4 separate regions of the Mus musculus genome follow, and all the other regions are linked to region 3. The links are chromatin contacts, called in public HiChIP or PLAC-seq and promoter capture Hi-C maps. All regions are on one chromosome and are shown on one strand. The core of a region is the stretch at or near the end of the contact, and the rest is flanking DNA. Distances in the headings are between cores, read along the strand shown. Region 1 has its middle 38 kb from the start of Cpne8. Region 2 overlaps Cpne8 (copine VIII). Region 3 holds the start of Alg10b (asparagine-linked glycosylation 10B (alpha-1,2-glucosyltransferase)). Region 4 overlaps Syt10 (synaptotagmin X).

Region 1 (2,700 bases), core at 173-2,672, 490 kb after region 3:
CACTTCTTAGACCATTATTATGTGGTATATGTAAAGAATGTCATTAGAATCCCATAAGAGCCCATCTATTTGTGAATAAGAATCAGTATTCCTTTGAGTAGACATGGCTTCTTTTTGACACCCAGTGACTCCATTATGGAATTAGAGACTTAAATATAGGGGTGGTGGATCCCAACACGTGTCTTTTTTAACATTCCTGTTTGGGCCATGGGGAAGAATGACAGTTGACTATCACAAGCTTTAAAAAGCAGTGCCTCCAGTTGCAGCTGTGTGACAGATGTGGTTTCCTTACTGAAGCAGATTAACACGTCTCCTGGTACCTGGTATTCAGATACTGATCTGCCAGATGTCTCGCTCTATACCTGTGCATGAAAACCACCAGAAGAAATGTCTACGCTTTCAGTCGGCAAGGTCAGCAGGATAGCTTTACAGTATCTAAATTCCCCTGCCCTGGGCCACATAACTTACTGGGACTATTCTAGGTCTTGATCTTTGCCTCGTCCGCAAGCTATCACACAGGGCAACCATGCTGATGACATTTTGCTGACTGGGCCAAAGAAGCAGGAGGTAGCAACCATGTTGGACTTGGTGATAAAGCCTGTGCACGTTAGAGGATAGGAAACAAAGCCAACTGAATTGCCAAGGACCTCCTACCTCACTGAAATCTCCGGGAGTCTAAGTAGGGTGAGGCATGGAAGATCGTCCTGCTGAGGAGAAAGGTAGGTTCTTACACTTGACCTCTCCTGCCATGTCTAGCACAACTAGGTCTTAAGCTGATCGCAAGTGGTGAGGAAGTGAAGGAAGAACAGACAGACAGACAAACAGACAGACACAAATACAAAAATCTGGGTCAGGTGGTGGTGCTGGTGGTGGTATTGTGTGTTTTACAAACTATATAACAATCTGAGACCTCAGCAGTTTCAGCCTATAAACATCTCAGGGAAGGAAGACATAGTTGCTAGCTTCTGCACACTGGTCAGTCCTTCATAAACACTCATACTTGTCCACACCGTTAACATTCACACCTCAGAAGATGAAGGGTTTTGCCACTTCCAAGCCTGAACCGTATAGAAAAGGTACCTTAGTTAGGGTTTCCACTGCTGTGAACAGGCACCATGACTAAGGCAACTCTTATAAAGGACAACATTTAATTGGCGCTGCCTTACAGGTTCAGAGGTTCAGTCCATTATCTTCAAGGTGGGAGCATGGCAGCATCCAGGCAGGCATGGTGCAGGCAGAGCTGAGAGTTCTACATCTGCATCTGGCTACCAGTGGAAGACTGACTTCCAGACAGCTAGGACTAGGGTACTAAAGTCCACACCCACAGTGACACACCTACTTCAACAAGGTCACATTTACTCTAACAAGGCCACACCTCCAAATAGTGTCTCTCCCTCAGCCAAGCATATTCAAAGCATCACAAACGGCTTTACGAGTTGCTATGGGTCTGAGTCACAGATTCTTGGCATGGCTGTGCCCATGTCAAACACTACACATTCGCTCAGGACTTTATCAACTATTTACGTATTCATTCAGATTTTTATCAACTATTTACATTATTCATTCAGAGCTTTCTTGGCTTCCTATTACCAAGAAAAAAAAATGTACAAAACATGTGCCTGTTTGGAGTCTGGAGGCAGAAAACTTCTTAGTTGCATGATTTTCTTTAGCCTATATAGCAAATGACTCAGAAAACAAGTCAGAATACAGGTTGCTCTGTCAATTAGGCCCTTGGGATTTAGAACTAAGACCTGGCATCACCTGCAAGCAATAATATTTTGATGAACAGCTTCTGGCCTGCTATTGTACTTAGTGGAAGTTAAGCACTTAACAATGGGATGTCAGGCTAATATGTGACTTGAAGTGCCCATCGTGAGCTGGATGCATCTGGACCATCAAGTCATACAGTTGGACATAGCAGCATTCCATTATCAAATAGAAGTGGTATCTAAAGTGACCAAGCCACAAAAGGTCCCGAAGACACAAGCCAGTTACACAAAGACGTTGCCCCAATGTTTATGAATCCTATTCTTGCTACAACGTCTTCTATCCCCCTGGTGCCAAATCCAAATAAGGCCTTCTGCGGTGTGCCCTATGATTGAGTCACTGAGAAAGAGAAGGGTAAGGACTGGTTTACAGATGGTTCTGTGAGTTATGTAGGCATCATTCATAAGTTAACACCTGCATTGGTCCCTTTCTGGAACAGCCATGAAGGACACTAATGAAGGAAAATCTTCAGAGTGGGTAGAACTTAAACATGGTTGCATGTTTTTCTTAGAGGAAAAAATGGACAGATGTTCAGTTTATCCTGATTTATAGGCTGTAGTCAATAGTTTGTCTGGATGGTCAGACTTGGGAGTGTTATACTATTGTATGCTGTGAGGAAGGAGAGAGAATACACCAGTAGGCTCATGAAACAGCAAAATCTTTTGTTATTTCCACCACATAAGTGGAGTCACTGATCCATCAGGGCTGGTAGACAATGACTCAGAGCCTGCTTTCTTCTGGCAGCCTCCAGGGGCTGAAGCATGGTTAATAACCACAAAACCTGCAAGCACCTAAGCCGAGTTTCTGTTATGATTTTTATCAATCAGAACTCAGAGATTAGATACTGAATGTAAGAGATTTGCCCGACCAGTCAAATTCATTTGTTCTTCCTGTTGTTAGGAATAGCCATTATGTTTTGGGGAACTATTGTTG
Region 2 (2,700 bases), core at 106-2,605, 340 kb after region 3:
CCATGTATACTCTCTGACCACAGTGAAACAAAGCTTGACACCCACAACAGAAGAGTCTCTAGAAATGACATAAATTCAGAGATTAAAGGGCACACTACAGACTAATGAGTGGGTCAAGGAAGTCAAAAGAGAAATGTTTACAGAATTCCTGAATGAGGAAGTAGGTGATGGCCAAATTAATTATAGCTTAAGTTTCCATGGAGATAAGACTCTAACATACTAAAGTCATTTGAGATAATTTCATACTTCAAGTGATGGAGAGAATGAAGAGATGAGCAAACATCCGAGATGGCTGGATGCTCACAAGGAAGATATCAGCTGCTTACAGATGTTCCTTTCAGCTGTGCACCTGATACAACCATTGGGCAAAAGCCCTCGGAGGCACCTGACTTTCAAGTACTGTGTGAGCAGTAAGATAAAATGCTCACCTAAACCCAGAGAGATTGCCTTTAGCACAGAAGACCCAGCAGAAAGAATTCATTAAGTATGCTAATAAACGAAGAATTGGGTGAATCCAGGTGTCTAAAACACTTTCCTGTGGTTAATGACATTTCTACAGGGCCTGGACAGAAAACCTATGCATTAGCAGAGCATACCCTCCCAGGTGGGGAAGACACTATAAAACTTCTGGCAAGTCAGGGTATAGACCAGGGCATTGTGTAGTTGAAAATAGATAAAGAATTTGCTGACCTATCTTAGAAGAGCACCCATAGGAAATACCTACATTTCTGAGAATTTTTATTAAAACCTAAAAATCCTGAAATCTTTCAAGGTAGACAGAAAGACTTTAAAGCAAATTAAATATAATTAAAACATTTTACATAAATATTGGAGCCCACAGTTCAGTCACTATAACAGGTCAACTGTTTAACATGCACATGGCAATTTATTCCAAACTTAATTGAACAGATTTTTTTCTTAACTCATTCAAATAAGTGAAGATGATCAAGAATTAAAAATTGATTAAGGATCTAATGCACACATAATTAAAAAAGCCCATCTTGAACATCATAATTGCAAATTAAAAGGTCAGGGGACTGAAAGTCACATGCTCCTATGGGGGGGGGGAGGATTAAGTAGATAGAATAAAAAAAATAGATTAGCCTGAATAACATTGTTTGTAAAATTCCATTTATCAACATTAAAATAAAAATCTCCAAGCTGCATACACAGGGCAGTAGGATTAACTGCAAGCAAATAGTGGGCTAATTTTAGGGAAAGATTAGAGACAGTGAGCGAGGAAATTGAAAACAGATGAGGAAGTCATGAATGGTTTAAAATATGATCTAAACGGGGTCTCACATCTCACGGTAAGCACAGGAAAATTCTTAAGCCCTGGGCTTAAGATCACAGAGAATCCCAGAGCCACAACCTTCAACAGGCTTACAAAACTCACCAAAGGGAACAGACTAGTAGACCTTGCATCTGTGTAGCATTTCATAGAAAAATAAAGTTTGCACTTACTTATAAGAAGCACATGAGAATGTTGGATAGCATGCAGTGGTCATAATGTCATTTATCGTCCCCTGTTTAGCAGTCTGAAGCTGGGGTGTAGTGACTGGCATTTCGATGGCTCAGTCTTGTCATCAAATCACCATGCTGTGAAAGCCACTGCCTACTTAGTCACCTAGTGCAATCAGTCACACATTACAGCCTTGCAGATTTTATGCAGAACTATCCCATTACTGAGCCCCAATTTTAAATCAAACCAAGTTCAGCTGAGGTTACTTCTAAGAAATTCAACCTTTTCCAGGATGTCACCATTGATGGTTTTATGACCCAGACAAGTCTGTTCCTTAGTGTGTTAACTTTCACTTTTTAAAACGAAGTTTAAATATTCTTCCACATCCCTTAAAGACATGACAGTTAGGAGACTAAACGAAGCTCTACACTGGGGTGGTTTAACTTGTTAAAAATTGAAGACATCTGAATTGAGTGAGTCCTCATAAGGAGGTAACATAAGGCCATTTTCCTCTCAGGCCGTTGTCACTGTGCTTGAATAAAAAGCCCAGGTAACTATATTTCTTCTATTCTAAACTGGTACAAGACAGGGCATTCACTATGAACTAGTAACTGCTGAGCAGTATTACAATATTGTTACATAGACTTCATACCCACGAGGCTTTTCTCACAGGAAGAAATCCCACGTCACATGACTGCATGAAGTACCCATTCTTGTGACATTATTATGACTGCAGTCAACTGAAGCTCCCTTACGAGTCAACCATGTGGTTGTGAGGAATCTTCCACTTATTTATTATTATTATTATTTTTTGAAACAGGGTTTCCTTATGTAGCCCTGGCTCTCCTGTAACTTATTATGTAGACCAGGCTGGTCTTGAACCAGGAGATCCATCTGCCTCTGCTTCCTGATTGCTGGTATTAAACATGTGTACCACAATTGCCTGACTTCCACTTAAATTTTCAATTGAAATATTACTTCTCAACCTTCTTAGTGCTGCAATCATTTAATATAGTTCCTCATGCTGCGGTGACCCCCATCCATAAAGTTATCTTCATTGATATGTCATAACTGTAATTTTGCTACTTTCATTGATCATAATGTAAATATCTGTGTTTCCTGATGGTCCAAGGTGACCCCTGTGAATGGGTGGTTCAGCCTCCAAAAGGCCATGACCCACAAGTTTAGAACTGCTACTCTATACTATATGCACTAATAGTCTTGCATGGTAAATATCC
Region 3 (2,700 bases), core at 171-2,670:
CTTACATTTTTAAATTTTGAAACGTTTCAGTTAACTAAGGAGAGTAGGGAGCACATATAAAAGGAGTTGGATGTCCAACCAAGTTCTTAGTGGCAATTATTCTGACGAGAATGTCTAGCATAGGAAGGCAGCCTTGTGCTCTTCCCTTTATCCATCATATCTAGCAAGGGCCAGAAGCTTCTATGGTATGCACTGGCCATGATTGAGCAAGCCCACTGGGCCTGAGGTCAATTGTAGACTAAATTATCTGGGAATGGTCTCAAATTGGTAAGTGTAACGTGTTCTCTGTAATCAAAGAGGATGTAAAGGGTGGAGGGAGTTAAGAAACGTCATCATGAATCCTAACGTAATTTAATTCTGGTTATTTCTAATAGTCGAGGAGAACTAGTAGAATACCCAGTTTCTTTTGATTCCAAGGTTGACAATTTAAAAGCAATCTCAGCTGCTATATGATGTGCTGCTGGCAAAATCAACCCGAATTTTCCAGAAGCTTTTCCTACAAAGCATCACCAACCATGCTGAAAACATACTTTGTCTTCAGCTTTCTTCAAATATCTTCCACCGTCAGTCTCAATTCCAATCTCACAATAAAGGGGTTATCTGAAGTCTCCGTAGCCCTCAACTTCATACATGTGAGCACTTTTTGAGACTACACACATAAATACTCCATCGCACCACACATTAAGATGCATAAGGGAAACGTACTCCAACAGAGACAGATATTAATGACTATTTATTACCTATTTTTAAGGACGACATTTACAGTGTCCCAGGCTGATCTAGAACTGGGAACAATCCTCCTGCCTCAGCCTCTCAAATGGGGCCAGTACAAGTGTGAGCCACCACTCACGGCAATAGCAACTAAAATTATATTCACGGAGGAGTGTTCCTCACCTACAAATGCCCCAACTCCTCACCAGGCACCAGGAAAATATTGCCCTGTAAACGAATAGATTCTTCAAAAGGGAAAGTCGCCCTGAAGCGAAGGGCTGGTTGTATGTTTCCATCTAAAAAGCATCAACCTTCATTATCAGCCAGAGACGATGAGAGGAAAAGCATTGTAATGATGGTTTTAGCGTCTCATCTCACTGGCAATGGAGAACAGGGATAACCGCAAACGAATGCAGTTTGGGAGCTTGGAGGTTAGAAAGCTGGGACCACTCATCGCCTTCTGGAGAGCAACAGACAACACAAGACACCCTTCTTTTCCAGAGCCTAGCGGCGGCGGCAGCATCACCTACAACAGCTCCCGCGCCCGAGCCCAGACCCGCCCCTCCCTCAGCCTCTGGCCACTCTGAGAGCTGCGAGCAGTGATTGACAGAGAAACCGTCCCGTCGTTGCATAAATGCTCCACTCCGGAACCGGTGACCCCCCCCCCCCCCACGCTTCCGTCCGACGCTCTCCCAGCATCCATTGCGTTGCGTCCTGTTCCCTGCTGTCCCTCGTCCCGCAGCGCTGGGCCTCTGAGCCCGCGTTCCGGGCTCGGCGCTCCGGGCTGCCCAGGGCTGGGCCCGGGACGCGGCTGCCCGCCCGCCCGCCCGCCCGCCATGGCGCAGCTGGAGGGCTATTACTTCTCGGCCGCCTTGAGCTGCACCTTCCTGGTGTCCTGCCTGCTCTTCTCCGCCTTCAGCCGCGCTCTGCGGGAGCCGTACATGGACGAGATCTTCCACCTGCCGCAGGCGCAGCGGTACTGCGAGGGCCGCTTCTCCCTGTCGCAGGTTGGTCTCTGCTGGCCCTGCCCCCGGGACGGATCCTCCCAACCTGTGCCTTTCCTCTCCCCGTCAGCCCTCCCAGACTTAAACCGTGAAGGGAGCTGCCTAGTGACTGTACCTAGCCTCGAGATTATGGCATATTTGTTAGGTGAATGCATAAAGATGATAGCTCCTCTTGGCAGTTGACCGATTTGTCTAACTAAGCCCTAGCACTAGAGACATGCAGGTGCTCCCTTGAACATGCATTAAAAACTACCTAAAGCTTAACCTATGAGGTTTTCCACCCGGTATTTTGAACGCGGAGTGGAGGATCTTAGGGCCCCCCAAAAGTTGATAGTTTTATTCTAACTTCATTCTTGGTCGTAGAAACTTACTGTTGTCTGGATTAAATTGGCAACTAGTCAGATTGCATCATTTAAAAAAATACATATCTGACTACAGAAATATGCACAGTGCAAAGAATCTTAAGATCCACCAGAGTTCTCATTATTGTTTGCCTGGTAGTTTGTAAAATTGGGACCTGGACAATTTAGTCGCAGAATATGCATTTTCTAAAGAGCAAGCCTTAGGAAGTAGAAATGAATAACTTACTGTCTGTTGGTTGTTGTCACCTTAATAATGGCAGACAGATTTGAGACAGGGAGCAAAACGTTCTTAAAATGGGGCTGGGGTGGTAGCTCAGTGGTTGAGAGCTCTTGCTGTTGTCCTGGAGAAGGCTACCAGACTTCTTTCTACCACAGTGAGCTGCTCACAACCATCTGTGACTCTAGGTCCAGAGGATCCAGTGCCACCTTCTGGCTTCCTCGGGTACCTGCATGCAGATGTTGCAAATAAGTATACTCAGGTGCATGGCACACACACTACATCTTAAAAATAAAACTTAAGAGATGTCTAGTCTGCCAGGATTTATTAATTATGTCATAGACGATCCTCTCCAAGTTCTTCATTATTAGGACAAATGAAACTTGATTATTTATTTATTTATCTT
Region 4 (2,700 bases), core at 8-2,507, 410 kb before region 3:
CCTAAAATCTCTAACGGCACTAAACAATGTGTTGTATTAAGTAACCATGAAATTACTTGAAATATTCATATATGCTTTATATAACATTTTACTTAAACATTGTACGTAACCTACTTATATATACTAAACTTCAAAGCTTACTTAGTTGCAATATCTTAAGGTGTATTTTTGGAGGGTTCCTCCCCACTTTTTTTATATAGCTATCTAAATCAGAAGTGGAATAAGAAGGTTGAATTTGTAAGCCAAATTATAACTATTCCATAAAAATATCTAAGTATTTTGTTAAAGGATTATTTTGTAATGTCTATCATATACATATGCATATATATTGAAAACAGCAACAAAATATTGTAATAATTTGTGCTATATTATATAATAATAATGACTAAATCAAATTTTGACCATAATTCAAAAATTAGTTTTATAGAAAGAAATATACTAGACATCTTAGGTCTGATAAAAATAGCTACTAGTTAAAACTACAGTTAATTTAAAACTCACCATTTCAGATTCTGTAACTGAAAATAACACACACACACACACACACACACACACACACACACACACACACACACAATTCTTCCCTAAAACTTCAAGACTGTAAATCTTGAAGCAATCTGTCTTCTTAGACCCATCCTATTATAATTTATTAGACATACAATGTAATGAATATTGACCCTAAACCTATTCCAAAGTAAAAGACCCAGCAGCCTAAACTATATTCAGAATAAGGTCAGTAATAATTTATAAAATAGGAGGAAATATTTCCCATAGGCGCCATTGCTGTTCTGAGGCATTAAAGTGGCCCAATATAATCTAATTTGCAAGCCGAGAGCTAATCACTACATAATGGGGCAAGCCTTAGCTTCTTGAGAGAGTTCATTCAGCAAGAATGGATATTTTTATTAAAATCACTTCACTTGGCCAACAATTTTGATCCATATGAACAGAACCCGAAAGAAGTTAATTATTGAACGTCCTAAGCTTATTTTATATTTTCAAAGACTTTCAAATATAATATTTTAATCCTATTTCTTTCTCTCCAAACTTAGACACATCTTCTTTGTGCCTCGGAACGTGAAGTGTATGGTTGTGAAGTGTCTAATAGGACTCACTTCTACCGAACCCCTTCTAAAGGAGTTAAAAACTGTAGTGTTACTTTTTTATTCAAGGAGCAGTGCCCTAATTACAGGGTAAACGGTGCACATTCCAAGTCAGTCAGCGAGTTGGTTAACAAAAGCATTCATGGCTACAATGTTGAACTGTCACCATGACAACACACAGCTTCTCCCCCTTCCCCCGTTTCTCTCGGAACGACTGATGAGCGAGTGTTCAAACACTGAAAATTCGAACCACTGCATCTTTTACCATTCAGACTTCTGGAGACCCGTGCAAGTGCTCTGGGAGAAGTGCAAGGCCTTAGAGGACTACAACTGGACCCCGGTTGTCTTACAAAGAGGCTAACTGCATAACTCACCAAGTGTACAGATGTCCTCTACACTTTACTGCTTGAAAGAAACCTGTCCCAGACTTCTCATGTGGTCGCTGATACTTTCTCCCCATGTCTTATTCTATTGTGTCTTGGCCTGGAATATTCCATTGTTCTTGTCTGCAAGAACATTACCACAGTTCAGAAATAAATGCCACCTCAGTGACTTGTCAGCTAAGCACTTCTTCATGGTAATCTTCTGTTATTAACTCTGTGTTGATAGTCAAATCATTCCCTGGAAACTCTGTATTAGTCTCCTGGTTCCTTAACACTTTGGAAGTCTCATTCTAAATGCCACTATATACATGTTTCTCCTCAAAGTCTATTCTCTAAATTCAATGGACTACTCTCCTGAAGGGATGTTTTGTATCTTAATCACCAATATGCAAACAGTTCGACGCTTGTCTCATTATTAACTGGAAACTATTCCACAGCTCCAACTTTGAGCACATGTCTGATCAATATCTCCCATTTTTCTATGTTCCATTGAGACAGTCTGAACACTTATCATCATGTAGACAGAATTAGTGATGTAGAATTGGAAAGGAGCATTTGTTATGAAGGATAACAAGACTTAGCAACAGGTGGCGGTATGTTACAGCACAAAGGGATTGGCTGTTGTCCGCTATTGTGATAAAATATGGGAAGAAAGGGGTTTGTTTCAACTTAGCTTCTCAGGAACACTCTGTTCCTGAGGTAATCCAGGGCAGGAATTTGATGCAGGAACTTGGAGGGAGGAATGGAACAGAAACCATGGTGGGATGCTGTTTACTGGCTTGCTTCTAATGGATTGCTTAGTTTACTTTTTAATACAACCCAGGATCATCTTCTCAGGAAATGCATCCCCCAGAAAGCTGGACCCTACCACTCTGATCACTAATCAAGAAAATTCCTTAGGCTTGCTGCAGGTAGTCTGGATGGAGGCATTTGAGGGATTGAAGTTCCTCTTCCAAGATAACTCTAATTTGTTTCAAGTTTACCAAAAAGCAAACATGACATTTGACTCCTTGTCGACCTGGCACACAGATACATCTGCATTCTATGGTAAACATTCCTCTCTTGTTCAACCCTATGATCTCATATTAATGCTAATTTCACAATATAAAGCACACATAGAATTAGAAGTCCTACAGTATTTAAAAATTAAAACATTAAAAAAGTTCAGTCTTATTAAAATGTCTGAAATCTCTCAATTATGGGCTCCTGTAAAA

What was found. Promoter capture Hi-C pulls out the DNA fragments that hold promoters and counts their contacts. HiChIP or PLAC-seq counts read pairs in DNA pulled down with a chosen protein or histone mark.
Region 1: a contact with region 3 is called in a CTCF HiChIP or PLAC-seq map of the NIH/3T3 cell line, with 7 read pairs. The contact joins the enhancer-like site here to the promoter of Alg10b in region 3. A contact is called at or near these places in 6 of 39 promoter capture datasets (the SN4741 cell line, cranial neural crest, embryonic stem cells and 2 more), 1 of 15 datasets of contacts at CTCF or cohesin (the NIH/3T3 cell line) and 7 of 115 datasets of contacts at active chromatin or transcription factors (craniofacial prominence, embryonic forebrain, embryonic stem cells and 1 more).
Region 2: a contact with region 3 is called in a promoter capture Hi-C map of second pharyngeal arch cranial neural crest, with 3 times the contacts expected there. The contact joins the enhancer-like site here to the promoter of Alg10b in region 3. A contact is called at or near these places in 4 of 39 promoter capture datasets (cranial neural crest, liver and second pharyngeal arch cranial neural crest) and 2 of 115 datasets of contacts at active chromatin or transcription factors (astrocytes and embryonic forebrain).
Region 4: a contact with region 3 is called in a promoter capture Hi-C map of second pharyngeal arch cranial neural crest, with 4 times the contacts expected there. The contact joins the enhancer-like site here to the promoter of Alg10b in region 3. A contact is called at or near these places in 14 of 39 promoter capture datasets (the 3T3-L1 cell line, 3T3-L1-derived adipocytes, the HPC-7 cell line and 10 more), 4 of 484 Hi-C or Micro-C datasets (the C2C12 cell line, embryonic fibroblasts, trophoblast stem cells and 1 more) and 10 of 115 datasets of contacts at active chromatin or transcription factors (VIP interneurons, bone marrow-derived macrophages, embryonic forebrain and 4 more).

Annotation. Positions count from the first base shown.
Region 1 is chr15:90,716,514-90,719,213 of GRCm38.p6, forward strand. No RefSeq gene overlaps it. Among named protein-coding and RNA genes, the nearest start is that of Cpne8, 38 kb to the left of the region's middle. Within about 2 kb of position 1,423, at least 17 of the 459 cell types and tissues checked have an H3K27ac peak or open chromatin away from gene starts, as enhancers often do. A contact at or near this core is called in the NIH/3T3 cell line and the SN4741 cell line, where this site is marked.
Region 2 is chr15:90,562,921-90,565,620 of GRCm38.p6, forward strand. The region is part of intron 10 of Cpne8 (copine VIII); the gene reads right to left. Among named protein-coding and RNA genes, the nearest start is that of Cpne8, 120 kb to the right of the region's middle. Within about 2 kb of position 1,356, at least 3 of the 459 cell types and tissues checked have an H3K27ac peak or open chromatin away from gene starts, as enhancers often do. A contact at or near this core is called in second pharyngeal arch cranial neural crest, where this site is marked.
Region 3 is chr15:90,222,891-90,225,590 of GRCm38.p6, forward strand. It overlaps Alg10b (asparagine-linked glycosylation 10B (alpha-1,2-glucosyltransferase)), which reads left to right and starts at 1,421. Exons shown (of 3, transcript NM_001033441.3): 1 at 1,421-1,718. The coding sequence starts at 1,548. Mir7648 (microRNA 7648) reads left to right here and starts at 1,470; the gene lies at 1,470-1,522.
Region 4 is chr15:89,815,009-89,817,708 of GRCm38.p6, forward strand. The region is part of intron 2 of Syt10 (synaptotagmin X); the gene reads right to left. Among named protein-coding and RNA genes, the nearest start is that of Syt10, 26 kb to the right of the region's middle. Within about 2 kb of position 1,258, at least 17 of the 459 cell types and tissues checked have an H3K27ac peak or open chromatin away from gene starts, as enhancers often do. A contact at or near this core is called in neural tube and second pharyngeal arch cranial neural crest, where this site is marked.